Linked DNA regions of Mus musculus: region 2 is linked to region 1. Evidence: chromatin contacts called from public Hi-C data. All regions are on one chromosome and are shown on one strand. The core of a region is the stretch at or near the end of the contact, and the rest is flanking DNA. Distances in the headings are between cores, read along the strand shown.

Evidence for each region. Hi-C and Micro-C count contacts between places; a contact is called where the count stands out from the background.
Region 2: a Hi-C map of uterus shows a contact between it and region 1, with 3 times the contacts expected there. The contact joins the promoter of Hmcn1 here to the enhancer-like site in region 1. A contact is called at or near these places in 3 of 484 Hi-C or Micro-C datasets (liver, stem cell-derived neural progenitor cells and uterus), 1 of 115 datasets of contacts at active chromatin or transcription factors (cardiomyocytes) and 1 of 9 other capture datasets (adipose tissue).

Annotation. Positions count from the first base shown.
Region 1 is chr1:150,871,326-150,876,676 of GRCm38.p6, forward strand. It overlaps Hmcn1 (hemicentin 1), which reads right to left. Exons shown (of 107, transcript NM_001024720.3): 2 at 5,100-5,170. Among named protein-coding and RNA genes, the nearest start is that of Hmcn1, 120 kb to the right of the region's middle. Within about 2 kb of position 2,121, at least 31 of the 459 cell types and tissues checked have an H3K27ac peak or open chromatin away from gene starts, as enhancers often do. A contact at or near this core is called in adipose tissue and uterus, where this site is marked.
Region 2 is chr1:150,990,581-150,995,931 of GRCm38.p6, forward strand. Hmcn1 (hemicentin 1) reads right to left here and starts at 2,855. Exons shown (of 107, transcript NM_001024720.3): 1 at 2,204-2,855. The coding sequence starts at 2,471.

The DNA.
Region 1 (5,351 bases), core at 871-3,370:
ATAACATAATATGTTAAGTAATATATTAAAATAAAATATATAAGACTATATTTTCTATTAAAATAAAAATTATTGATACAAAATATTATATGTAATATAATATTATTAATATAATTATTACATATTATATAAAATACTATATATAAAGTATAACACCAAATCTAAAAATAAAATCTTTCAGACATTTACACAATATCTACATCTATGGTGATGTGTAACCCCTTCTCTCTTTTTTTGAGCCATGTTTTATTTTTTCCCTTTATTTGGCATCTTGTTATTTTTCAGTAGCGAATCTAGAGGTAAGGCATACACTCGTCCATAGCTGTGTGACTTAGAGTACAGAGAGTTATATAACGTGCTTCCTGGCTGGTACAGCAAATCCTTCTAAAGTCGGCATTATCTTGATCTCCATTTGTGAACATTTTTTGTTCATTTATCCATGTTGACTCATAACCTCTGTTAGCAAAGAATGTTAGTGTCAGACACTCTTCCGGGACAAGGAAACAATCCCCTCTCCCCCACCCATCTCCTGTTCTCGGTCCTTTACGTTTATCCCTTTGCTTCTCTTAAAGGCTTGGAGAAATTAGGCCCCAGCCTGATCTTCTCAAAGCTCTATCCTATTGCTATGTGAACATAGCTGTCCCACATACTTTTGGGTTTTTTAAGACTATGCCATTTTCTCAAAGGAAAATTAAGTTCTATGGAGAGGTTTGCATTTTGGGAGGATCAAAACTATATACAAAAGTTGTAAGTGCCATTCAGCTATGTAGAAATCTCTCGGTTATTATTTTTGTGGAATATTTTTTTTTGGTATTTCAAGTGTTTGACTGATGTGCTTTTTGTTCCCTAAAACATTTGGATAAAATAGTTAGACGCATAATAGTGCCAATAATTTTTTTTTCCTAAAACTCAACAAGCTTTATAATTTCTCATAAAGAATGTGACCCCAGGCAGCCCTCTTTCCTACATATTTACAACTGTATTAATGGCCAAGCTCTGTGTGATCTGAACACCAGTGGTTGTCATTTGTCATCCCCTCCTTTCCCCCAGAGAGAAAGTTCATTTGCCTTTCAACTTAAATTCTCTGTCCACCAGATGAAAAGAAATAAAATACATGTATAAATTCGCAATCAGCGTAATGATGTAAGCATAGAAACTTCTGTCAGTGTTTCTTACAAATGTTTAGATTAGTTTTCTCATTCCACTTCTCAATGGGAAAATAAACTAAGACAGAGGCGATGTTAATAGGCGAGTATTTAATAAGCCTCAAACAGCATTCTCTTCTCACTTTTAAAGACCAATTTAAATGTGAAGGGATTTTTTTTTTAGATGTTTGATCTTCCACAGGTCCAAGTTCAGTTTTAATAGAGCGGTAATCTTTGCTGTACTTGACTTGTTTTGGCAGGGGGTGGGGTGGGAGGTGGGGTCAGAAAGGTCAGGAAATTATAATGTCCAAAAAATCTATGAAAATTTTATAAAATATATAACATACTTAGTTACTCATACTAATTTATGAAACAATAAAACACTCTCCAAACAAAGAAAACAGTATATACTTCTTACATTAAATATGAAGTGTTAATGCAATCTAGACTTGTTATGTTTGTTTGTTTGCTTGTTTGATTTGGCCCTTACTTAATAAAGTTTTTGCTTTTATTGAAAAGAGAAGCATTCACTAGAAAGTTTCGAATTAAAATACTCCCATGGTCTCTTGATGTGTGTAATAGCACTCAGTGTTGAATGAAAGGAAAAACTGAATATCTCATTTCTTTCTCAACAAGATATTCTAATTGGGCCCTTGTGGATCTTATGACAACACAAAGCCAAAACAAAACAGCAATAAATAATAATTAATTAGACATGCCTCGCCCAGAGCAAATGTCTAGAGATGTGGACCCCAGCTCCACTTCCAAGAGAGTAGTGTTTTCTTTTGTTTTGTTTTTGTCTTTTTGGAGGTAAAAAAATCAAATGACCCTACATATTGACTGCATCAGACCCAATTCCAGAGGATGTTGGGAAGAACACTGCCAAGAGAGTCAACGGGGTGTGAGTCAGGAAGCAGGATCCTTCACCCTGGAGACAGATGGCGCAGGGAGGATTCGGGCACTCCCTGAAGATCCTTCAAAACACAAGCGGGGAGAGGCAGGAAACAGCCGTGCTGTGCCAGGTCTTATTTGGAATGTAGCTATTTTCAGTCTCTTCGGACTTTTGTGAAGAGAGTTCAGCTGTATTCTTACAGAGAAAGAAGCAAGCACTGTAAATCTCTTGCTAATAGGTCTTGGGCTTGAATTCTCCCCTTAAGTGGCCTTTCTGAGTCTCTAAAATATTATGAAAACTGAGATTGGATTTTTAAGGTATCTTTGTACCATTGAGTTTAAATCATTCTCATACAATGTTGTTGCTAATGTTCTTTTTTTTTTTTAAGTGTTATTCATTTATCCAACAACTATCGAAACCCCTCCCTATAACCGTGGTTCTTCCTCTAGATGAAGCACAGGCTACGTGAGAACTATGGGGCTCTTGTGCTCAGAGGTTCACAGTAAAATAGGTGAATGTAGAGACGGAGGCAACCAAGAACATGGAATGCCACCAGGGATAATCCCTTAATGGGATAAACAATTCTCTAACAACTTTTTTTTTCCTCAGAGAATCTCAACATCTAAAGATTTTTCAATTGTAAGGGAGAAAAAAGTGACTGCATATTAAGTAGCAATTTAATGGCCATTGTAGCAACACGCTATAAGGGCAAAGGGATGGAGGATTACTGATAGGAAACATAATTAAAATCAAGGGATGCTTATGCAAATTCATCTGCATATTCATTAACTATAACTCAGTTCCGTGTGCACACCAAGACATGCACAAACAGAAGCAGCCCCAGAGTTCCCACTCAAGCTGCTCGGCTAACACTGCAACTAATTAAATACTATCCTTCAAACTTCACTTTGACCTGTGCTCATGTGCACATTCTGGAGTAGCTATCTATCACTCCATCCTCTAGAGCCGGTGGTATATTGGGCCGTGTTGTGAGACTTTCCCAACACTTGGCAAACTGATGGATAAGCATGAACCATGCAGATAGTCATGAGGTTCTGCCTTTGGAACTGAACGCTGCTGCACAGGGAAGACAGAACAGTGTTTTAAAATGATAAGTCTCTGCACTAGAATGGTGGAACGAGAGCGATCAGAAGGTCTAATGGCCTGGGAGAAAGCATGCCAGCCTCGTGACGGAACCTCCTGTTGGACCTGAGGACAAAGGGGAAGCTAAGAAGCTGCGGCCTATCTCTGCTGACAGTGTGCTGATGGAGACGGAGATGCCTGAATCAATTATCTGAGGAAAGGAAGACTTGAAAGAGTGGTAAGATCCAGGGTGTTTGCGAGAATTCCAGACTAAAATGTAACAGAGGAAGTCCACTGAGATAGACCAGTAGATCAAGGAGTGGGGAGGTACTATCTAAATAGGATGGTAGCACACACTGCAGTGGCCTGCCGGGCATGACCATAGCCCTGAGGGGAAAGGTAACTATGAACAAGATATTGTGAGTCTACAAGAACCATGGAAAGTGACAAAGAGCCCAGTAAGATGAGAGCCGCAGAAGCCACTGAGAGTGTAGTAAAACTGTCTCACAAAAGCAAATTGTTTTTTTTTGTCTGTTTGTTTTTTTGATATATAACATGCACATGTTTTATCATGGCTCCTGGCACAAAGTTTGAAAAGCACAAACTCAGAACATCTCACAGGCTGTTGATTATATTTGACAACTAACTTTTTACACTTTTGGTTTCAGATCCCAAAGATAATGTACCTTCTAGTACAGGCCTGAGTGAAGAAAAGAAACAAACTGGGTCTGAGGGTGAGTCGGTGGGACTCACAGTCAGGGCTCGGAACACCTCAACTTCTCCTGTTATACCCCAGAAACACTTTGAGGCAGGAGGATGAAAGTACCAACAATTGCTTTCATCCTGAAGCTGCTTTCGCATCACATCATACATCAAACTCCTAAGACACTTTAGCTCAGCCATGACCCTATCTGTATGACCCTTTTTTATTTTCTCTATTTAATTCTCCTTTACAAGGCCCAGAACAGTCAAGCGGGCAAAGGGAATCTTCTTCAGAAGGCCAGTGAGTGGGGAGCCAGGGAGACCCAAGGAAGAAATGCCCTGGCCTCTGAGAACTCTGTTCTCTAGTTGGATTGGGGAAGAGACGACTTAAGGATCCAGATACAGAAGCAAGGATGTTTTCTAAGTCTGCACACACAGAATAGCAACAATCTAGCCCACTTCCAGTGTTGCCATCTCTTTACCTGAATTCCTCTGTGTAGAGGAAGTTGGCTTCACTGAGTAGCTTCCCAGTGACTTAGCCTGGGAAGCCAGCATCCTGGGAGGTCAGCAGACTTGCAACACAGTTATCTGGCTGGGCAGGCTTTTTGCTCCGTTGTCCATGGGACCAGGAAAAAAAATTGTTGTCTTAGACTGAGACTCCATACAGATGTGACCTCACATCTTGCAGCTCCTAATAGAGCCAGGCCACCATGGAAGTGCCGTGGGGGTAAGAGAAAGGAGAATGGCTGCCGCACGAATCGACACACTTTATCTATTACTTCTTTGGGTACTCTGCTTGCTGCAGAGGATGATTTCAGAACTGAGGAAATTGTTTTTAGTGGATTTAGTAGCACTAAGGGGACAATAGACACCCACCCATTCTCCAAGCACTGCTTTCAAATGATACTTAAAGGAATGCTTCCGGCCTTTCCTATTAACCATATGATATTCACACTCAAAAACTCTATAGGAGGGAGAATTGCCTTGGTTATGTCTTTCATGTGGTAAGAAAGGGAAGGGACCTGTGTAGGACTAGACTCAGCAAATGCTTCCTATAAAGAAGCCAAAGAGCCTCTTCGAGAACTTCTGAGCTCTATTGTCTCAGGGCAAATGAACTTACTATATCATATTCTGTATCTATTGCGTAATTCATTCTAGACATGGGTGGGGAAAGAAAATGACATTTCTTGAGTCCCTTGAGAGACAACAAATACTTCTTTCAGATTATAAAAATGAAGAGAGCCAGCCAAAGATAAGCGATTTCCCACCTCACTCACCTGAACATACAGTTCTCTCAATTCATACTGAAATTTTTTTGGATCTGTGGTAATTGTCACTGGACCAATTTCTGTGGAGATTAAAAAAAAAGGTATAGATCAATGAATAGTAACCATTAACATTTAAAGACTTTATTATGTTTGCAAAAGACTTTTTTCTCCGTAGTATATAATTGTTGGCTAATAACAGGGAAAATGTTAAAGACTCATTTTATAGCTACTGAGAGATCATTCATAAGCTCCTGTGAACTG
Region 2 (5,351 bases), core at 1,605-4,104, 120 kb after region 1:
TATCACAATCAGAAATGTCCGTAGGCCTGCTCAAGTCCAGTTCCTTCGCTCTGATTTTGAAACTGAGCTTCAAAAAGGGAAATTGACTTTTCCCCAATGTCAGTAAGATATCAATCTCCATTCAAGGCCCTTCCTGTCATTACATCCTGATCATCAGCTGGAAAGGAAACAAAACCTCTCAATGAACACATGGGCGCACACAAAGAGGAAATCAGAAAAAAAAATCACACAATGTCAATAATCAATTAAAGTGAAATTGAACTTAAATGTCAATTGTATGTTTTAACTTCTATTTCCCTATCTGCAAAAATAGTTTAAATATACTTGGATAATATAAGCTGTTTCTCATCCTCTATTTTTAATCATAAAGGAAATAGAACCAGTATGTACATTGAGTTATAAACACAGTTTTATTAAAGTTTAAACTTCTAATTATTTTCTCATCCAATTTAATTCAAAAAGGGGTCTAGTTTTATTAGTCACTGGCAATTAACATTCCACGTTTCCCCACTATGAATTCTGGTTGCTAAACTACAGTAAAATCAACTACAATGAGTTAAAGACTTTCTCACTGGATACCAGTTGGGAGGCAACACACACTATACAATGTTATAAAATATTTCCACATCATTCCAAAATATGGTAATTCGGCATCCATTTATGAGATGAAACATATTTTATATTTTTCCAGTAACATAATCTCATCAATTTTGAAGCAAGCAACTTGTGCTATAAATTAGCAAAATCCGCTTTTACTTTATATTTGAGTCAACTTCAGAGTCATCCCTGTTGAGGAAGTATGTTTAGCCTATTCCAAAATAACAAAAGCCTTGGACTGCATCGTAAGTGACATCTTATAAATTGAAACATCATGACATTTGAAGTGTCTTAATGAGACAGTAAACACGGCAAATGACCATCAAACTCTTGATTCAAATAGAAAAGCATATCATGTCCGATCAGTGTGGAAATGCATGCATATACTGCAGAAGACCAGGACTGCTTATTGTTGTCATTGAAGAACTTTAAAATTCCAGAAAATTCTAGCTCCCTCTCAATATATCCCAAGGACATCTTTTTAAATAGCTGAAATACACCACATTTAATAACCAGCAATAATTAGGATTTTAATATGCCTGGCAAATGCACAAGGAAGGGGGGAGGAAACCACCAAACCAGAGATCTTCAACATCATGCTCTCATTGTGAAAGAGGTTATGCCAAAGTCTAGAGAAGAGAGAATTTCAAAAGCAAGGGGAATGTGGGAGAGCAGTGGGGGAGGGCTCTTAAGAAACCACTGTTTTATTTCTTCCACTGAGCGGCTACTTGCCTAATGAAACTCAGGTGGACACAAGACAGTAAGCCCTGGGGCTCCCCCTGTAATGCTACCCTCCACGATGACAATGAGGGCTCCTAGGAGCCTCGCAGAGAGGTGCTACTTGAAAAAGAAACTGCAAAAGAGTAAATAGGATCATGTTACAGTACAGCAGCAGAAAGCCACAGCTGCAGGGCACAACATAAAGCTATTTTTCTTCAACTACCTTTCAAGAGCACAGACCTAGCAAATTGCATGCATTTGTACCGCCTGAGACATGAACATACTGTTTACACACATCGGTGAATCTAACTAATGATGACCCGGTGCCACGGTGAATAGATTCAGTTACAGAATGAATGGCTTCTGTCTTTCATTTTCATGCCTCCAGTTCCAATCCTAGCTGCTATTTACAGACTTGCTCATGTGCCCTGCAGCAGGTCTGATTTTCTCCCATGTGAGGCTATCTTGAGAGTGTGTGCTCGCTTGCGCTCAGTGCCCTGCTGCTGAAAACCCCATTCCTGTCCCGTGGCTGCCTTAGCAATTGAAACAGTCTTTAGCTTGAAAATGCAAGCAGGTTAACTCTGAGCTTGCTGCTGTTGCTACTACAAAGTCCTGGTTCTCATCTTCAGAGGACCACATTTCCAGGTCAGGGCACCACTGTTTAATCCCCCTAAACAAGCCATCTACTCACTCCATGGCTAAGCCTTGCTAAACTGAGATATAACCCCAGATGCCAGTAGGCAATTCTTTGTTACTATCGTATTCCGCTGCATTTTTTTAAATGCTTTTGAAACTTTCTGACAATATAACAAATTCATAGCATAAGAAATAATAGAATTATGAATCACCAAGCACAACAAATACAGAGAGTAAGTATTCCCCTTACCTGGATCATGGAAGGGCACCAAAGCAAAGTTGTAAAGAGGTCTCTTAGGTCTTTTCAAAGACGTCTCCAAAATTTTGGAAGCCCCTTCAATAACCTGAACTAAATCATCATACATGGACCCAGTCACATCAAACACAAAAGCCAGCGTGGACGCCCCCTCAGGAATCTCCTCAGCCCTGCTCTCAGACTGCGGAGTCCCATCTCCAGCTAGGGAAGAACGAAAAAGAGCCACCAGGAATACTGTGTGGACCACTTCCTGGGCAATCATTTTTTTCTTTTCTTTTCTTGTTTTGCTCGCTGCTTTTCTCTTTGCCCTAAGCTCCTAACCACTGTGCTTACTCCTCAACAGCAGGCAGAGGACTGGCTTCCTCTCTGGTGCCTCATCAGGCTTTTGCAGTCTCTGAACTAACTCAAAAGTTTTGGAGCGGAGAATGAGATGCAGACCAACCCGGAGCCCGGCTGCCTCCAGGAGCTGGGCTGGGCTGGGCAGGGATGCGGCGCCTTTTGTCCGGCTGGGTAGGTCCTGGGCTCTAAGCGGCCGCGTGCAGGGAGCTGCGAGTAGCCGAGCGCCCGCAGAGCGCGGGGTCCATGCCCTGGGGGACGCTGCGAGCCTGCGGTGCCGCCTCCGCCGCCGCGCTCCAGGCCAGCGACTGAGCCTCCCAACTTTCCACAGCTAGCCCCTTGGAGGCGAAGCCCGGCGCGACCTCTCCTTCTGATTGGCCAGCGGCCGTCCCTCCTCTGCTGGAGCCCCCACCCCGGAGGGCGACTTTCCCCCTCTGTGAGTTCCAAGTCTCTCCAGTACCGGGGAAGCGCTCGCAAAGTCAGCTCTGGTGTTCCCTTCAGAGCTATAGCCAATCTCCAAAACTCCAAGGTAAACAATGGCTTTCAGGAATGTGTGGCCCACTCCCAAATTCAAGGGCATCACATTAGCTAGCACAAAGGGAATTGGTGCACGTTTTTTCCCCTAATGTCTGTGCAAAGCTGCTTCAGACAACACCTAATTCCCCAGCCCACCCCAAGTGCAGAAGCTAAGATGCCCCAGCCTAGCTTCCTGTCCCTCAACCCAACATTCAGCCCCGCCAGAAGGGGGAGCTGGAGCTTTCTTTCCTCTAGGCTGCAGCTACAGGATGGATGGTTCTTTGATCTTCCTTGGGGAGTGTTTAGATGAGAGGAAGGCACGGAGTTGGGAGAGGCAGGGAGAGGGAGCTGTAGAGGCAAAGGAGAATGGAAGGAGATAGGGGGAAAGTAAGAGACATCACAAAGTCCCTAGCTGTGCTGTGGAACTGGGAAAGGAAACTGGGTATCAATAAAACATTGACGTCCAATAGAAAGAGCAGTGTTTGTCTGTCTGTCTGTCTGTCTGTTTGTTTGTTTGTTTGTTTTTAAAGAAAGAAAAGAAAAGGGGAGGGGAGGGGAAGGGAGGGGAGAAAAAATTCTGGGGGAGTTGAAATTTCGTTATCAAGATTCACTTTGCTGATCAGCCTAAATCCTCTGCGAAGCATGGTGATGCGATAGTATTCCCATTTCACATACCCTCCAGTACAACTATGTGTCACGTCTCAGGCAAAGATCCACTGAAATGTTGTTCCTCTCAATGACATTTTCCTGCCAAAACTTAAGGAAACTTTACGGTGGAAAACATTACAATGTTCTTCCAAGTCGCAATCATTATATACATTATAGCCGGATTAACAGATTTCAGAAGGTAAGCGAAGAAAGTCATTCATGCGCTAACCATTCTTTGTTCCCCTTTAATAAATACGCCCCCCTCCCCCAGGAAAGGGGCTATTGTCTGGATGCAAGCATTCGAAGTACAGCACTTGGGCAGCTTTAAACTGGGTTTGAGTGTGTATGAGACCACCCTCTAGCATGGGGCAGCCTGAGAAAGGGCCAGCTCCCACCAGCCTTTTATAATCTCCAACTGTCTTCTCTTTCAGACCCACCATCTGTGGAACTTGATTTTATGATACCTATAAGTCATGTCACTTAAAGGAAGCACACGGGCCATTTGGGCTGGTGTGGGAACATGAGAGGAGAGGGAGGGAACATGTTTCCTTTCCAAGTAGTATTTAGAGAATGTTGAATGCTATTTGAGTAGTCCATTCCTTTGTTTATTTAAAAAGGATTTCATTCTAGGTCATAGAGACCTGAGTTATTCCAGGTGCTCAGAGAGGTGGGAGAGTTCTGCATTCTACACCGGGTGTAGACAACCAGGTGCTAAGTCCTGCATGGGGCTTAATAGCTGTGACCTTCAGCAAGCTACCTACCTTCTTCCTGCCTTTTTTAAAATTTATTTACTTGTAATAGGAAACATGGCAGTTACCTAATCAGAATTAAACGATCTATACGTGTTCCAGATGCATTTGGAGGAAAGGGAGTGGTGTTGTGTAAATTGACTATTCAACAAATGTGAAACAGATTTGTTTAATTGTGTTAAACAAATCTTAAATTAAAATTAAATCTTAATTAAGTTAAATTTCCTATATCATTACTGATTCCTGCCCACTTGTGACCAGTTATTGAGAATCGTATTGAAATATAGGACTCTGTGGATCTGTCAATCTTCTTGAAGTTCTGTGAGGTTTTGCTTTGTGCCTTTTGAACGTTTGTAACTAAGTGCAGAGAGTATTATGTCCTCTTGATTGATAAACATATCTTTAAAATTATGACACAACATTCATTTTCAAAAACGTTACGTGTGCAGGAGACACTTGAAGCTGTTTCATTGCTCACTAACATTGTGTTCATTTTCCTTAATTGTTCCCTTTCTTCCCTAGTTTCATTTTAATAGTTTCTATACTATGTCTTTATGTTCTCTTAGTCTATTCCTTACTGTGTAATACACCAGTGGTTCCTCTCATGTAATTTCATCATGAATGTTACAGTTTCCATTTGTCTCCAGGAGTGCAATTTGAATCATTTTAAAAACTTTGTTGTCTCACTTTGAATCTATAACCACACTAATTCAGGTACAGTAGTTGGTGATCTCTTGGTAATCTGTCTCAGTACTTGGGTTGCTGTAGAGGAATTTTGATCTAGCAACATGGCTGCACTGGCAAGGGATCACATCCAAAGACCTTCTAGAGATCTATGATCTGGCCAGAATGCAGACATACCTAGATTGCAGTTTGATCTGGCTGGAAAACAG